2 separate regions of the Rattus norvegicus genome follow, and region 1 is linked to region 2. The links are chromatin contacts, called in public Hi-C maps. All regions are on one chromosome and are shown on one strand. Each heading gives the region's core, a stretch centred on a gene start, on an enhancer-like site or on the middle of the called end of the contact. The rest is flanking DNA. Distances are from core to core; before and after follow the strand shown. Region 1 holds the start of Slc38a7 (solute carrier family 38, member 7). Region 2 overlaps LOC120098550 (a long non-coding RNA gene).

Region 1 (7,350 bases), core at 4,379-6,878, 62 kb before region 2:
AACAAACAGGGTGGACCCCAAACAGATTCAAACTCGGTTTCAAAAATAATTTATGATTTTCTTTGCTTTCTTTCCTTTTTTTTTTTTTTTTTGTTTTCTTATTTTATCTTGTTGCTGTCTACTGAGATAAAGTCTCACTTGGTAGCCCAGGCTGGATGATAGAATATGGTACATGCTGGCCTTGAACTCATGACGGTTTTTCTGCCTCAATCTCTTAAGTTCTGAGATTTTCTCCCCCCTCATTTTATTATCTTTCCATTGTATTTGAAGCCAATACAAACATTCTTTTTATTTCATCAATAAATACTTCAATAATTCTAAAAGTGGTTATTTAAACATAACCACAAAAATCAATAGAACACCTAAAAACTTAAATATGCAGGGGCTGGGGATGTGGCTTAGAGTGCTTGCCTAGTGTGCAAGCATGCATGAAGCCCTGGGTTTGACCTTCAGTACTGCATAAAACTGAGTGTGGTGGCCTTATTTGTGATCCCAGCACCCGGGATGGGGAAGCAGGAAGATCTGAAGTTAAAGTTCATCCTTGGCCACACAGCAAGTTCTGCAATAGACTGGTAATGTCTGTACACAGAGAGTTCTGCAATAGACTGGTAATGTCTGTACACAGAAAGTTCTGCAACAGACTGGTAATGTCTATCACTCATAAGGGAGGGAAGAACGATACCCTATGTCCCCGATGGCTCACCTCTTGATTCAAAGCCTCCCCTCCAAATCAAAGAGCCCTCCGCTGCCAGCGCACTCACCATCTGCAGGGCGATGCCGGCTGCCACGCCCCCAGCAGTGCTGAAGGCTGCTGGGAAGTTGAGCAGACCCGCGCCGAGGCAGGCATTGACAACGATGAAGACTGCTCCAAGCGTCGAAGTGGTGCCGCTGTCTGGATCTCCAGGGGACGCTTCCCCCTCTCTCTTGGGCACCACATCCACACAGGGACTTTGTAGCAAACGGGCCCGCTCCCCAGCATCAGTGCTGGAGCCCCACTCGCTGTAGTCACTGTTGATGCTGACCTGGGCCATGGCCCAAGACTACTTTCCTTCCGAAAGCTATGGGCTCTGCCTCAGGACCACATTTCTGGGCTTGCTGGGAGGATGCCTGCCCCTTCAGGGGTTCTAATCTCAGGGAATGCTGGTCAACCTAGGTAAGACAAAGGCAGAGATTATGTTTATCCCGAAACAGTGACTCTGGGGCACAAAAATGTGAAACAACGTTCCCAGGATCACATGGCTAGGACATCAGTGCCGGGCCCTCACCAAGTGAACGGCAAGGCACCACATGGCTAAGATGCAGCGCTGCTCTGTGCAGACGACTGCCCTGAGGTCACGGTGTGGGTGGCAGACGGAGAAACATGTCAGCTGCGCATCTGACTTGTTTCATTCTTATAGGCCAGAGAGGTTAATAAGACCCAAACATAAGAGAGTCTGAGATGATGGGGAGATGACTCAGCGATAGGGCACTTGGCTACCAACGCCAAACACTGCAAAGAGAGTAAAGACGCAGAAGAGAGCAGTACTAAAATCCCAGCACCTGGAGAGGCCCAAAGGGAGGTGTGACACAGGCACGTCTTAGATTGTCTGATCCCACAGTCTTGGGATCAGAAGGCCCAGAGAAATCAAAGCGCAGAGGCAGGATGGTGCAAGAGCACCAACACAGTCTGGATCTAGCCCCGCCAGGCTTCCCAGGTTGTCCGCACTGGGGCTGCTACCAAGACCTCCGGATGTTTCATTGCATTTCATCCCAGCATGCTTCCCTGCGACCCAGACATCAAAACTGCGGGGCTTTTAAAGCCTTTCAAAATTCAGGTTAACTCCCTTTCTCCTACATGGCGATCCCTGTCCTATCAATCCTCAGGAAAATTTTATTTTTTAAAAGACAGGGTCTCCCTGCAATCCTGGCTGTCCTTGAACTCACAGTGACCCTTCTGCCTCTGCCTGAATTCTAAGATTAAAGGAGTGTGCCACCAAACCCAGTGTGAGACTTATTTATTTATTACACATAAATACACTGTAGCTGTCTTCAGACACACCAGAAGAGGGCATCAGATCTCATTGCAGATGGTTGTGAGCCACCATGTGGTTGCTGGGATTTGAACTCAGGACCTCTGGAAGAGCAGTCGGTGCTCTCAATTGCTGTGAGCCATCTTGCCAGCCCCTGTGAGACTAATTTTTAAAATTACATTTATTTGTTTCACGTCTGCACCTGCACTTGTGTGGGAGTCAGAAGATAACTTTTGGGACTCAGTTCTTCCTTCACGACATGGGTCTAGGGGACGGCCTTATGTCATCAGCCCAGCAGCCTATACATTATACCCACTGAACTATCACGCTGGGCCAGGAAATTAATTCTTAACTGTGTGTTCGGAATATTCCCAGTCCTAAGTCCCAGCTTGTCCCCATTTCCTTGGCTGCTCACTGAGTCCTTTTGAGAGCTATTACAGGGCTTGACACTGCTCAGTGCCACTTCCTACATCATTTGTTTGGTGCTAGCCCTGTGCTGGTTCTAGACTTGCTTTCCCAAAGCTAGACTAGAAGGCTCTGAGGCCAGACATGTGGTGTTTGTTACTATGAGCCACAACTGAATAGACAGGACGGCGGCTATAACCAGAGGTACAGAAGCCCAGGCATTGCATACGCCATCCTTGGTCAGGCAGCATCACCAGTGGCTGGGATTCAAAACGCAGGCGAAGGTGTCTGTCACCAAGCCTGATGACAAGGCTTGACTCCTGGGACCCGCATGGTGGAAGGAGAGAAACAATTCTCACAAGTTTCCTCTGACGATACACACACAGACTGACAGACAGACACACTGAATCAGTGTATGAATGAATGAATGAACAGAGACCAGACAACAAAATTCTTAGAACATTCTTATACGGCCCAGAGCATTCACCTGTTTGCCTCTGCCTCCTTCCCAGGCCTCTGTACTGGGAGAGCAGGCTTCTCACCTGACTGTTCTCACTCTTGGGGAACACACAACCTAACTTCAGGCTTCCCTTTGGCCTTTCAGCCAGGAGGTTCACTTTTTTTTAAGTCCTGAATTGTTTTGAAGAGCCCAGCTCTGAAAAACGACCCTTAGCGTTCTCACTGCAATGCAGAACCTCTAAGAGAAATAATGTTTCTTAAAGAGCCACACCTAAGCCCACACGATCTAAGGAGGCTCATGCCTGTAATCTCAGTACTTCAGAGGCTGAGGCAGGAGGACTGTAGTGAGCTCAAGGTCAGCTTGAACCAAATAGTTAGTCCTGGGCAATACAGTATAATCCTGTCTCAAAAAACAACTAACACACATGTGCCATGCGTGTGCACATGCGCATACACATACATACATACATACACACACACACAAACACACACACACACACACACACACACACACACACACCCCTGAGTTGGGAGGGGCTGTGCTCTGAGACTCAGAGGACAAAAGCTAGCCTAACCTGTCCTCTTCCTACCTGCATGACCCTGGGTAAGTCACTTTAGTCCCCGTCTAAGCCTTTTCATGTTATAAATTCTCACGAAGAGTATGTTATATTAATAAGCATTACCAGGGTGGGCACACGGTACAGTCCGTGTTTACCACAAATGAGGCTTGGGAGATGATCCCTAACAAGCTCCACTTTGGGGCTGGTAAGATGGCTGAATGGGTAAAAGTGCTTGCAATCAAGATTGATGACTTGAGTTCGATCCCTGGGACCCATACAGTGGAGAGAAAGAATGGTCAGGTTGTTCTCTGACCTCTCCAGGTAGGAACTATGGGAAGTTCATTCATTCACATCCTCATTCTCTGTAGTTAAAAAAAAAAGGGTGGGGTGGGGTGGGGGAGGCCCTGGAGAGATGGCTCAGTGGTTAAGAGCACTGACTGCTCTAACGGAGGTCCTGAGTTCAAACCCCAGCAACCACATGGTGGCTCACAACCATCTGTAATGGGGATCTGGTGCCCTCTTCTGGTGTGTCTGAAGATGGCAATAGTGTACGCATAAATTAATTAATTAATTAATTAATTAAAAAATAATTTCCCAGGTTGGAGAGATGGCTCAGTGGTTAAAAGCACTGTCTGCTCTTCCACAGGTCCAGAGTTCAAGTCCCAGCAACCACAACCATCTGTAATGGGACCCGATGGCCTCCTTTGGTGTGTCTGAAGACAGCAACAGTGTACTCACATACATAAAATAAATAAATCTTTTTTTTTTTTTTGGTTCTTTTTTTCGGAGCTGGGGACCGAACCCCGGGCCTTGCGCTTCCTAGGCAAGCGCTCTACCACTGAGCTAAATCCCCAACCCCCCCCCCTTTTTTTTGTTTAAATCCCATTTTTCTCCCCACAAAGGCCACAGCTACTGTCCATCCCTCTTGATAAGGTCAGCCCATTGCAAAGGAGGAGGTCTAGAAAGGTCATCGAGGCCCCCAGGGATGCTTCCCAGGTGTGCCTTCTGATGAGGGACAAAGCTGGGGACATCTACCCAGGAAGGAATCAAAAGGTGCAGGCGCTCTGGAACAGCTGCCATCCAGTAACTAAGGGACACCGTCCCAGGGCTGTGGTCCTCTGCTGGGACCAGAATCAGAAACACCAGTCTAGCCACAGACTTCTTCCTCTTATGGGGCAATCTCCCTTCCCAGTCAGCAACTCAGCAAAATCTCAGTGGTGAGTAGCGGAGGCAGTCTGAGGACTCCCCTAGTCCAGGCATAGCTCCAGAGAGGTCTAAGGCCATACAGTCCACATTGCTCACACCACAGAAACAGACCTCAAAGTCATGTGACCCTAAGTCTGTCTAGGAAGCAGGTTTCTCTTTGGCACCCTTACCCAGCCCTGGGCCATCTGCCCAGCCTCTCTTGCAATCACACAAAAACTCAGGTCGAGTAAGCCCACCCCCTGGACCACTCTTACTGGTCTAAGAGTTTTTCCCCTATCCCAATTATTCAGTCCCACTGCTCCCAACTTACCTGCTAATCTAGAAGAGGGCTGTTTCCTCTGCCCAAAGGTATGGGCTCAGAGTCTCCTCACCTCCCTTTTTGGTCTCAAGTTCTTCTCAAGGCTTTACCTAAAATCTGCAGTTAGTAGAGGGAAGAGTTTGGCCTTTTGCGGCTGGCTACCGAGGTGGGGGAGATTTACACTGAATAGTTCTGAATAACCAATGATAAGGAGTAGAGTGCCAAGTCAGATAGGTAAAAGGCCCATGAAGGAAAGGGATTACATTAAGGTCACAGTGAGCAGTTGGCGGGGACAGAGCTGTAAGCACAATGGTCGGAGATGGAACAGACTTCACAGGCTTCCCAGTCCAGCCTGGGACCAGCACTGAAACACGAGATTTGGATTGCATTAGGAGGTGGGACAGCGAGTACCTAGCCAGGATGGGTTGGGGTGAGTCCCAAGCCTGGCGTAAAATCGGTGGGTTGCGTGTGTAACTCCGGACCTGACTCGATCCTGGCCTAGGACTGAATGGAGAGCCGCCCAAGGCTAAGGCGTGGCGGGACCGTGCACCAGAGAGCAACAGGGAAAGTCGCTGGCGGAGCCTTGCAGGAATCTAGTCTCAGCAGTGAGAGGGGACTCCGAGGACCCAGGAACCCTACAACCCCACCTTACACCTCCCATACCTCCTTTCACAAACCTTGTAGGCGTCGCTCCAGAGCCGACTCTAGAAACACGTGAGTTTGAATCACATGACGTCCAGCTAGCACGGACCGCAGGACACTCTGGGAATTGTAGTTTTTTTAAGCCAGTGTCACTCTCTCGGACCATACCAGCTTCTCAACCCAGCACCAGTTCTGAGCCAGCTTGGTTCTCTGCCAACCCATTTATCCGGTTATTTTTAGAATCGGTCCCTTGGCCAAACTAAACATTGTTCCTTCCTCCTGGAAAGAGCGTTAAGAGGTTTGGCATCTTAGTACTCGGGAGCCATGGGCCAAAGCTATTTGGCCTCATTATGTTTGTTCCTGCAGTCATTGCCGCAGCAAGTGACTCCAGAGTTTCTTTGACTGAGGAGTGTGAGGGACCATTGAACAAGAGCCAGAGCCAGTGTAAGCATGCGTTAATCCCTGGCTACAACCTTAAGGCTAGATTTCAGAAGGGTTTGAGGCGGTTCAGGCTCTCGACCTACTGAATGAAGGTGTGAATGCCTAGAGCTTTCTTACTGAATGGAGGTGTGAATGCCTAGAGCTTTGACTTCTGTACTTGGCTGTATGCCACTTACAAAGGAAATCCTTTTCTGCTTCTTTCTCTGTGGGTCTAGAGCTTGAATCTGGGCTCTAGGCAAGGGCTATACCTTTCGGTTACAGTCGCAGCTGGTTTAATTAATGTTTAATTAATGTTTCATTGTATTTTGGTGTGTCTGTGTCGTCACAGCATTCATGTGGAGCCAACAGGGCAGCTCTCACGAGTTGTTTCTCTCTTTACATCCTGTGGGTCCTGGGTATAGCATTCAGGTCTTCAGGGTTGGTAACAAGTGCTTTTACTCGTTGAGCCTCTCAATGGGCCTAAGTCTCATTTTAAAAATACGGAAAATGCTAATTTGGGTACGTGACGCATGCCTGTAAACCCGGCATTCGAGAGGCGGAGGCAGGAGAGTTGTGAGTTTGAAGCTAGCCTGGGTTCCTGGGTGCCACAATAAAATCCTGTCTCAGGGAACAGTGCAACACCGCCCTCCCCCGCCCCCCCCCCCCAATCCTGGCTCAAGATGAAAAGGGAGGTGATGTTGCTGAGATCAGCACAGCCAAGTGCAGACGTAAGAAATGATATGGAGAGATCTGTGTGCCGGTTTGCTTCAGCGGGCATAGCCACAGAGCTTTTGTACAGCGTCGTACAGCCAGAAGGTTGACGTTGACACAATCTGTTGATAACCTTCATTATTATTTTTAAATTTACTTATTTTAATGTATATGGGTGTGTATGTCTGTGCGTGCGTTTGTCCGTCAGTCCGTCCGTCGGTCCGTCTGTCTGTCTGTGATGCATCAGATGCCCCGCTGATGCATCATATCCCCTGAAACTGGAGTTACAGACAGTTGTCAACTGCTGTGTTGGTGCTGGGAATTGAATCTGGCCCCTGTGGAAGACCAACCAGTGCTCTTAACCCCTGAGCCTCTGCTGATACTCACTTTTTTTTAGAGATTTATTTATTTATTTCATGTATGTGAGTACACTCTCTCTCCAGCCCAACATTCTTCTTCTTCTTTTTTTTTTTCAGAGCTGGAGACCGAACCCAGGGCCTTGCGCTTGCTAGGCAAGTGCTCTACCACTGAGCTAAATCCCCAACCCCTCCAACATTCTTCTTTAAAAAAAAAATAAAAAAGATTTATTTATTCATGTATATGAGTACACTGTAGCTGTCTTCAGACACACCAGAAGAGG
Region 2 (6,670 bases), core at 2,170-4,669:
TCTTGTTATCTTTTCTTTCTGCTGCTTTCTCAGCTGACTGGAAGCTATTCATGAGGAAGCAACGAAACTGCCATCCACACCCCCGGGCTGGAGAGGCCTGGGGACATCTGTGGGTGAACCAGACTGACCAGCTTGGCTCCCACACCTCAACCCAGTTCCAGCTTTAAGACCTATAAAAGCTCCCGGAGCAGCAGTTTGATGATGCCCCCTCTCTGAGGCCTGCTTCTGCTGTACGGGGCAGCTCTATGCACTTTCTCTGGAGCTCATGTCTGTGAGCCTATAATAAACTCCTTCTGCAAACTCATTCTCCCTGTGGCCAGTGAAATTTGTTCACAACATAAAGAGCCCAAAGCCCCTGACAGTTTTTTTTTTGTTTTGTTTTGTTTTTTTGTTTTTTTTGAGCTGTGAACTTCTGGAACCCCGACTCCCAAGTTAGGCCCCCCTGTGGCTGGGAAGTCTCCATCACACCCAGGGACCTTGGTGTCCTCTGTTTCAATCTCTTTGAGGCTTCTTCTTCTTTCAACCCCACAGACAGGCCAGGTGACGGTGGCCCACGCCTTTTATTTAAAAACTCTGGAGGCAGAGGCAGGTGGATCTCTTTGAGTTGTAAGACAGCCAGGGCTATATGGAGAAACCTTGTCTTGAAAGTCAAAATAAAACAAAAGAAAAAAAAAACAAAGGAAAAACAAACAAAAAACCCCCAAACAAATGTTTACCCACAGATGTAATTGCAGAAGACACCAAAATCAAGATATGTGGAAATTTGTGTACCTTCCTTTTCTCCCTGTCCCTTCTCCTTCTCCTCCCTTTCCTTCTCCTCCTTCCTATCCCTTTTTCCTTTTCCTCCTCCCTATCCTTTCTTCCCCTTCCCCCTCCCTTCTTCCTGCCCCTCCCTTCTCCTTCTCCCCCATCCCTTTTCTTCCTCTTCTTCCACCCCCCTCTTCTCCTCCCCTTCCCTTCTCCTCCTTTCTCCCTTCCCCCTCTTCCCCTCCTTTCTTTCCCCTCCCTTCTCCTTTCTCCTCCGTTCTCCCCCTGCTCTTTTCTGCTCCTCCTCCTCCTTTGTCCCTCCTCCCCACCCATCTCCTATTTGGTGTATGTGTATTTGTGCACATGTATGGGAGGCCAGAGGAAATGTTGCTTAGCCTTTTCTATTGATCTCCATCTGAACTTTTGAGACAGGGTTTCTCACTGAATCTGAAGCCAGACTGACTGGCAAGCATGCTCAGAGGATCTGTCTGTCTCTGCCCTTCCAGCACTAGGTTATAGGTGAGCCACTGTGCCTGGCTTCCACATGTGTGTTGGGGATCTCATGTTTGTGCAGCAGGTACGTTACCTATTAAGATCCCTAGTTTCCCCTGAATACCTTTCTTTTTACTTTTAATAAACTCCAGCTGCGCTTTGCCCTGGCTTATCCTAAAGTCCTTTTCTGTAATTCGGCCAAAGATGCAGATTTATCTGAGCTGAGGTCTCTGGAACACTAAGTGAGTTTCTAAGGCCACCACGTACAGCAGCACGAAGCTACCCTTTTGTCCTCGCTGCTACAAGGGAGTCAAGTGACCATGCCCTGGAACCCATAAACCGTGAGCCCACATAAATGCTGCCGCTGTAAGTCGTTTCCTCAGGTACTCTGTCACAGCAACAACACGGATCAGTATATTTTTTAAATGCAAGCGCATTTTATACTATATTCCACAATTCCTGTATTTCTGATCTGTTTTCTCCATGAAGGCCTGTGGAGGTAGAGACAGAGCCCGGGCCAACAACTTCACTGTACATTGGGAATCTGCTAGAGTGCTTCATATCTATGCAAATATTTTCCCTCTTATGCTTCTCTTTTTTTTTAATAGACTTTACAACGTTTTTTTTAAAGATTTATTTCTTATATATAAGTACACTGTAGCTGTCTTCAGACACACCAGAAGAGGGCATCGATCTTATTTCTCATTACAGATGGCTGTGAGCCACCATGTGGTTGCTGGGATTTGAACTCAGAACCTCTGGAAGAGCAGTCAGTGCTCTTAACCACTAAGCCATCTCTCCAGCCCCCTCTTATGCTTCTCATTGGGCCATTAAAATCTCAGCCATATCGCTGGGTGGGGATGGGCCACTCCTTTAATCCCAGCACTCAGGAGGCCGAGGCAGGTGGATCTCTGTGAGCTTGAGGTCAGCCCGATCAACAGAGTGAGTTCCAGGACAGCCAAGGTTATATAGAGAGATCCTGTCTCAAAAAACTTTTTTTTTTTTTTAAATCTTAACTATATCCTCAGCAGAGATTGCATCATGAAACAAAACTAGGTTTGACGGCGCTCTTCCTTATGGTCAGATTAATCTGTTTCCGTGAATCTTCCACTCATTGGCTTACATTAGATGACTAAGCCAGAGAGGAATATTCTGTGTGCCGGGGACCAGGTACTGTGTTGTTTGGAACTCATCTCTTAAACTTACAGCATAAGGAATATCTGAGAACCCTGAGTATGTTTGGCCAGGACCCCTGATCATCTAACCTTTTCTCTTTCATTGGCAAAACCCGTCTTAAATATCGTAATAAAGGGGTTGGGGATTTAGCTCAGTGGTAGAGCGCTTGCCTAGCAAGCGCAAGGCCCTGGGTTCGGTCCCCAGCTCCGAAAAAAAGAAAAGAAAAAAAAATATCGTAATAAAGCTGGGCACGGTGATGCGTGCCTTCAATCCTGACACTGAAGATGTAGAAGCAGACGGATCTTTATGGGTCTGAGGCTAACCTCATCTACAAAACACTGAGCCAGCTATCACTACATAGTAAGACCCTGTCCCAAAAAAGTCACTATAAGTCAAGTGTGGTGTGCGTCTGTAGTTCCATCTACTCGCGAGGCCCTGCTTGATCACTAGTGAAATCTAAGCACATATTGATTTGCTAATTATAATGGCCCTATGGCCAGAAGCACTAAGTCAAGAAGGAGTTCTCCGTCAGAGTTTGTTGTGTGAGAGATTTTTCCTGGAGACAGGCATCCCTCTCCCCATTCTTTCCAGAAGGGTCCAAACCTGGTGACTCAGTGAGTTTTTCTTGGGGTTACCAATAGGAACGTGGGTGAGAGGCTGTTTACAGGAGCAGGCATGACTGAGGGCTGCAGAGCTGACGCAGACGAGTTGCTACTCATTGAGAACTGCAACCCTGGGGCTTCCCTCACAACTCCAGGCAGCTCCGTAGGCCTGGAGATCTCGCCTGGAGCAGAACGGTCAGTTTTAGAATATCTGCTCCTGACACCCATGGGGGAAGAGGGGCTCTCTGAGCCCGGTAAGTTTCATTTTTCCTCATCGCTCCTTCAAACTAAGAACACACGGTCCACTTTAAAAGAACTTTACTCTTTTATTAACTCAGTGTAAGCGCACGCTGGTTTGCTGGTACAATGGTCATGCTTATAAAAGACAAACAAATCTGAGATCTAGGTCAGAGTTTCCTTTGCCCTTATTTCATTTTCTGTGCATGAGGGTTTTGCCTGCCTGAATGGATGTTTGTACACCATGCCTGCAGAACTCAGAATCAGAATCAGATCCTTTCGTGCTGGTCGTGAACTGTTTTGAGTTCTGGGAGCCAAACTTAGGGCGCCTGTGAGAGCAGCCAGTGCTTTTAACCACAGAGCCGTCTCTCCAGCTCTGGGTCTGAGCGTCTGGAAACTAAGAACACACGTTTCATTTTACTGAGTAGGACTTAAGGAATGTCTGTGGTGTGTGACACTTACCTTGCTCGTTAGGAAGCACCCGTGTTGGGAAAAGAAAGATCTCAGCGTTGCCCAGAGGAACCTCAGAGCAAAACCCAACAGAGGTTTGACAAGGCAATTTTTTTCTTCTTTCTTTTTCTTTTTTCAAAAAGGGTGCACAGAACCTAAACTGGCCTAGTGAACACACACTCAGTCAAAACGTCCCTTGTCATTTATCGCTGGGGTAGGTGGTGACCGTGTCTCATCCCATTGGTGGGAACTCTGTAAGGATTAAGTTTGTAGGAAGAAATAAAGAACGAGTTTACTCTGGTTGACAGCTAGAGCGGGCTTTATCTAACCTGAGGTGTGGTGTGTCAAGGTCAGCCTGCAGTGCAGGGCCATCAGGGGGCAACAGGAAGGCCAGAGTTGGAGCTCGGGTTACAAGCTTCAAGCGTTTTTGTAGCTGAGGATAGAGGATAGGAACTGTCTTAGGGTTGGAATGGGGAAGTTGGCTGTTTTCCTTAGATAAGCTGTTTTGAGATGCAGGGTCTGTGGTTTCTTTGTATCCCAGCGTCTGGGGTGAGGTGGGGGTGGCTGCTTTTCTTCAGCAGTCTCCTTAGAACTTAAGGAGCTATTGGCTTAGTTGGGGTCTTAGTTGTTGTGGGGTGGGTGTGGAGATGTTGTTCCTTTAATAGCAACTGCACAATACTTACGTGATGAACTCGTTGGCACAGAGGAAAAGGGGCGGGGCTGAGAGAGAGGGGGCGTTCAGGAAAAAATGGGGCTCTTGTCGCGCTGACTGTCTTGGGGCAGTTTTCACATCTGTAAGGCGTATCACCTAGGGTTTCACTCCACCGTCCATTTCATTTTAAATAGACTTTTCTGTGGTGGAAACGACTCTTTGGCATTTGGCAAGAGTCTTTGTTTAACGAACTTGTGGTAGAGCAAAGACTGTCGGGTTGCTCTTCTCATTGTCAGAAATCAGTGTTGTGTCCTCCCCCCACCCCCATCCGAGTTTAAGAAGCTGCTAGTGGTGACTCCTGCTTCAAGCTCCAAGGTTCATTTACGACCTACCCAGAACATGACTCCTTGTTACATAGGGTAAGCCAGACTAAGCCACGTGGTGTAGGACTTATCGGTAACTCTCTAAAACCATAAAAGCAGAAGAGCCCCTTTATTCAGGGGATGTGAAGGCCTTTTCTCCAGGATCCCCACCACACTGTGCATAGTGACCTCTCTCCTATTTTCCCGCTTGAAGCTCTTTCCCCTCATTAAGCTCCTCCTGTGTGATGATTTTATCTCTCCTAATGTTCTTAAGACGATTTTACAGCTAGGCGTGCTTGCCATCCTTCTCTGGTCACAAGGCTCTCTCTCCCACCATACGTATTCAGAGGGTGATGTTTTCTGAAACTAGCCTCCCGCTCTCGTCTGATTTGTAACACATCATCCTATTTTGTAGGAGGGAGAGACTCTTAGAAGGTAAGAGAGTAGTGTGGTTGGATCAGGAGAGAGGGGCTGACACAGAACAGCCCTTCTGGAATGAGCTTTATCCGGAGAGAAGATGTCATGACCGTGGGGATCATGATTGAACTTTGAGGTCAGAGCTTACATAGGGGACCAGGCATCATACCAGAGGTGCGTGGTGGGCTCTAAGGGATCGAGAGGTTCTTCCTTTAAACCTTGGAGAGGGAGAGAGGGAGGAGGTGAGAGAGGGAGGGGGGAGAGAGAGAGAGAGAGAGAGAGAGAGAGAGAGGAGAGAGGGGAGAGAGAGAGAGAGAGAGAGAGAGAGAGAGGAGAGAGGGGAGAGAGAGAGAGAGAGATAGAGAGAGAGAGAGAGAGAAGAGTCAGGCAGAGAGACAGACACAGATAAAGACACAATCACACACAGAGAGACAGAGACAGACACAGAGAGAGACACAATCACACAGAGAGACAGAGACAGAGAGAGACACGGAGAGAACATGCTGCCACCAACAGGATGATGGTGAGAACCCCAGAGGAGGAGCATGCAGAGAAAACTCCCAAATGAAGGAAGATATCGGACTTTTAAATCCGTCTACGGGGTGATGAGAAGACCCTACCATGTGATTCAGTTTGTATCACCTGATGTGAGGAGAGATAGGAAGATCCAGGTAAGGAGAAAGACCATAAATGCTGTAAAACCATACCATGTATGGCTTCTTAACTCTTTATAGAGAGAGAAAAAGGGAGGAAGAGAGGGAGAAAAGAAAAAAAAAAGAGAGAGAGGGGCGTGGAGAGGGAGGAAGAGGAAAAGGAAGAGAAAGAGGAGAGAAAGAGTGAGTCTCAGGGGATCATGGCTAGGTGACCTCTGGCTGTGAGATCTGGCTACTTAGAGTGACCAGCATTTCAGTCTAACAGAAATCATATCCGACTTCAAGCTCTTTTCAGAGAACTGAACGTTCTTGTTTTTCCGGTCTTGTAGACATACTGGGACAGGCCAAGATGGTGACAGGTGCTTGTGATCCTAGCACCTGGGAGGTAGCAGCAGCAGGTGAGTGGTTCAGGACTATCTTCGGGTACATTGCGAGTTTAAGGCCAGCCTGGGCTACATGATACCCCGTGGGTGGTCAGGAGAGAATGTGGATATGTAGAAAGGGCTGAGGACTGTGCGCACTTGGGCTCAGCTGTTTTCCTATCGCCTGGAATGACAATGGGATATGGGGAAGCAGCATTGAGGGTCAGTTCCTGAAGAGACAAGACTAAACTCAAGGTTGCAGTGGATGGGAATGTACACCAACTCTGTTCTCACCTACGTTTCCTCCTGGTCCTGGGCACATGAGCTCTACCCTGCCCCTTGCCACTCTGGTTGACAGTGCTGCTTAATGTATAATCCCCCCCCCCATGGCCTTTCCTCTATGTAATGCCTGGGGTTGAACTGAGACCCACACGTGGTCGGCTAGACCCTACTACTGAACTACATTTCTAGGCTCAATCACAGATTTTATTCTGAGGCAGGGTCTCACTGGCCGGGGCTG

The links. Hi-C and Micro-C count contacts between places; a contact is called where the count stands out from the background.
Region 1: a contact with region 2 is called in a Hi-C map of the A7r5 cell line, with 4 times the contacts expected there. The contact joins the promoter of Slc38a7 here to the enhancer-like site in region 2. A contact is called at or near these places in 5 of 12 Hi-C or Micro-C datasets (the A7r5 cell line, frontal cortex, hepatocytes and 2 more).

Annotation. Positions count from the first base shown.
Region 1 is chr19:9,213,656-9,221,005 of GRCr8, reverse strand. It overlaps Slc38a7 (solute carrier family 38, member 7), which reads right to left and starts at 5,628. Exons shown (of 11, transcript NM_001003705.2): 1 at 5,615-5,628; 2 at 762-1,149. The coding sequence starts at 1,031.
Region 2 is chr19:9,150,125-9,156,794 of GRCr8, reverse strand. LOC120098550 (a long non-coding RNA gene) reads left to right here. Exons shown (of 2, transcript XR_005496863.2): 2 at 34-304. It also overlaps the pseudogene Macroh2a2-ps1. Among named protein-coding and RNA genes, the nearest start is that of Got2, 27 kb to the left of the region's middle. Within about 2 kb of position 3,419, at least 2 of the 93 cell types and tissues checked have an H3K27ac peak or open chromatin away from gene starts, as enhancers often do. A contact at or near this core is called in the A7r5 cell line and liver, where this site is marked.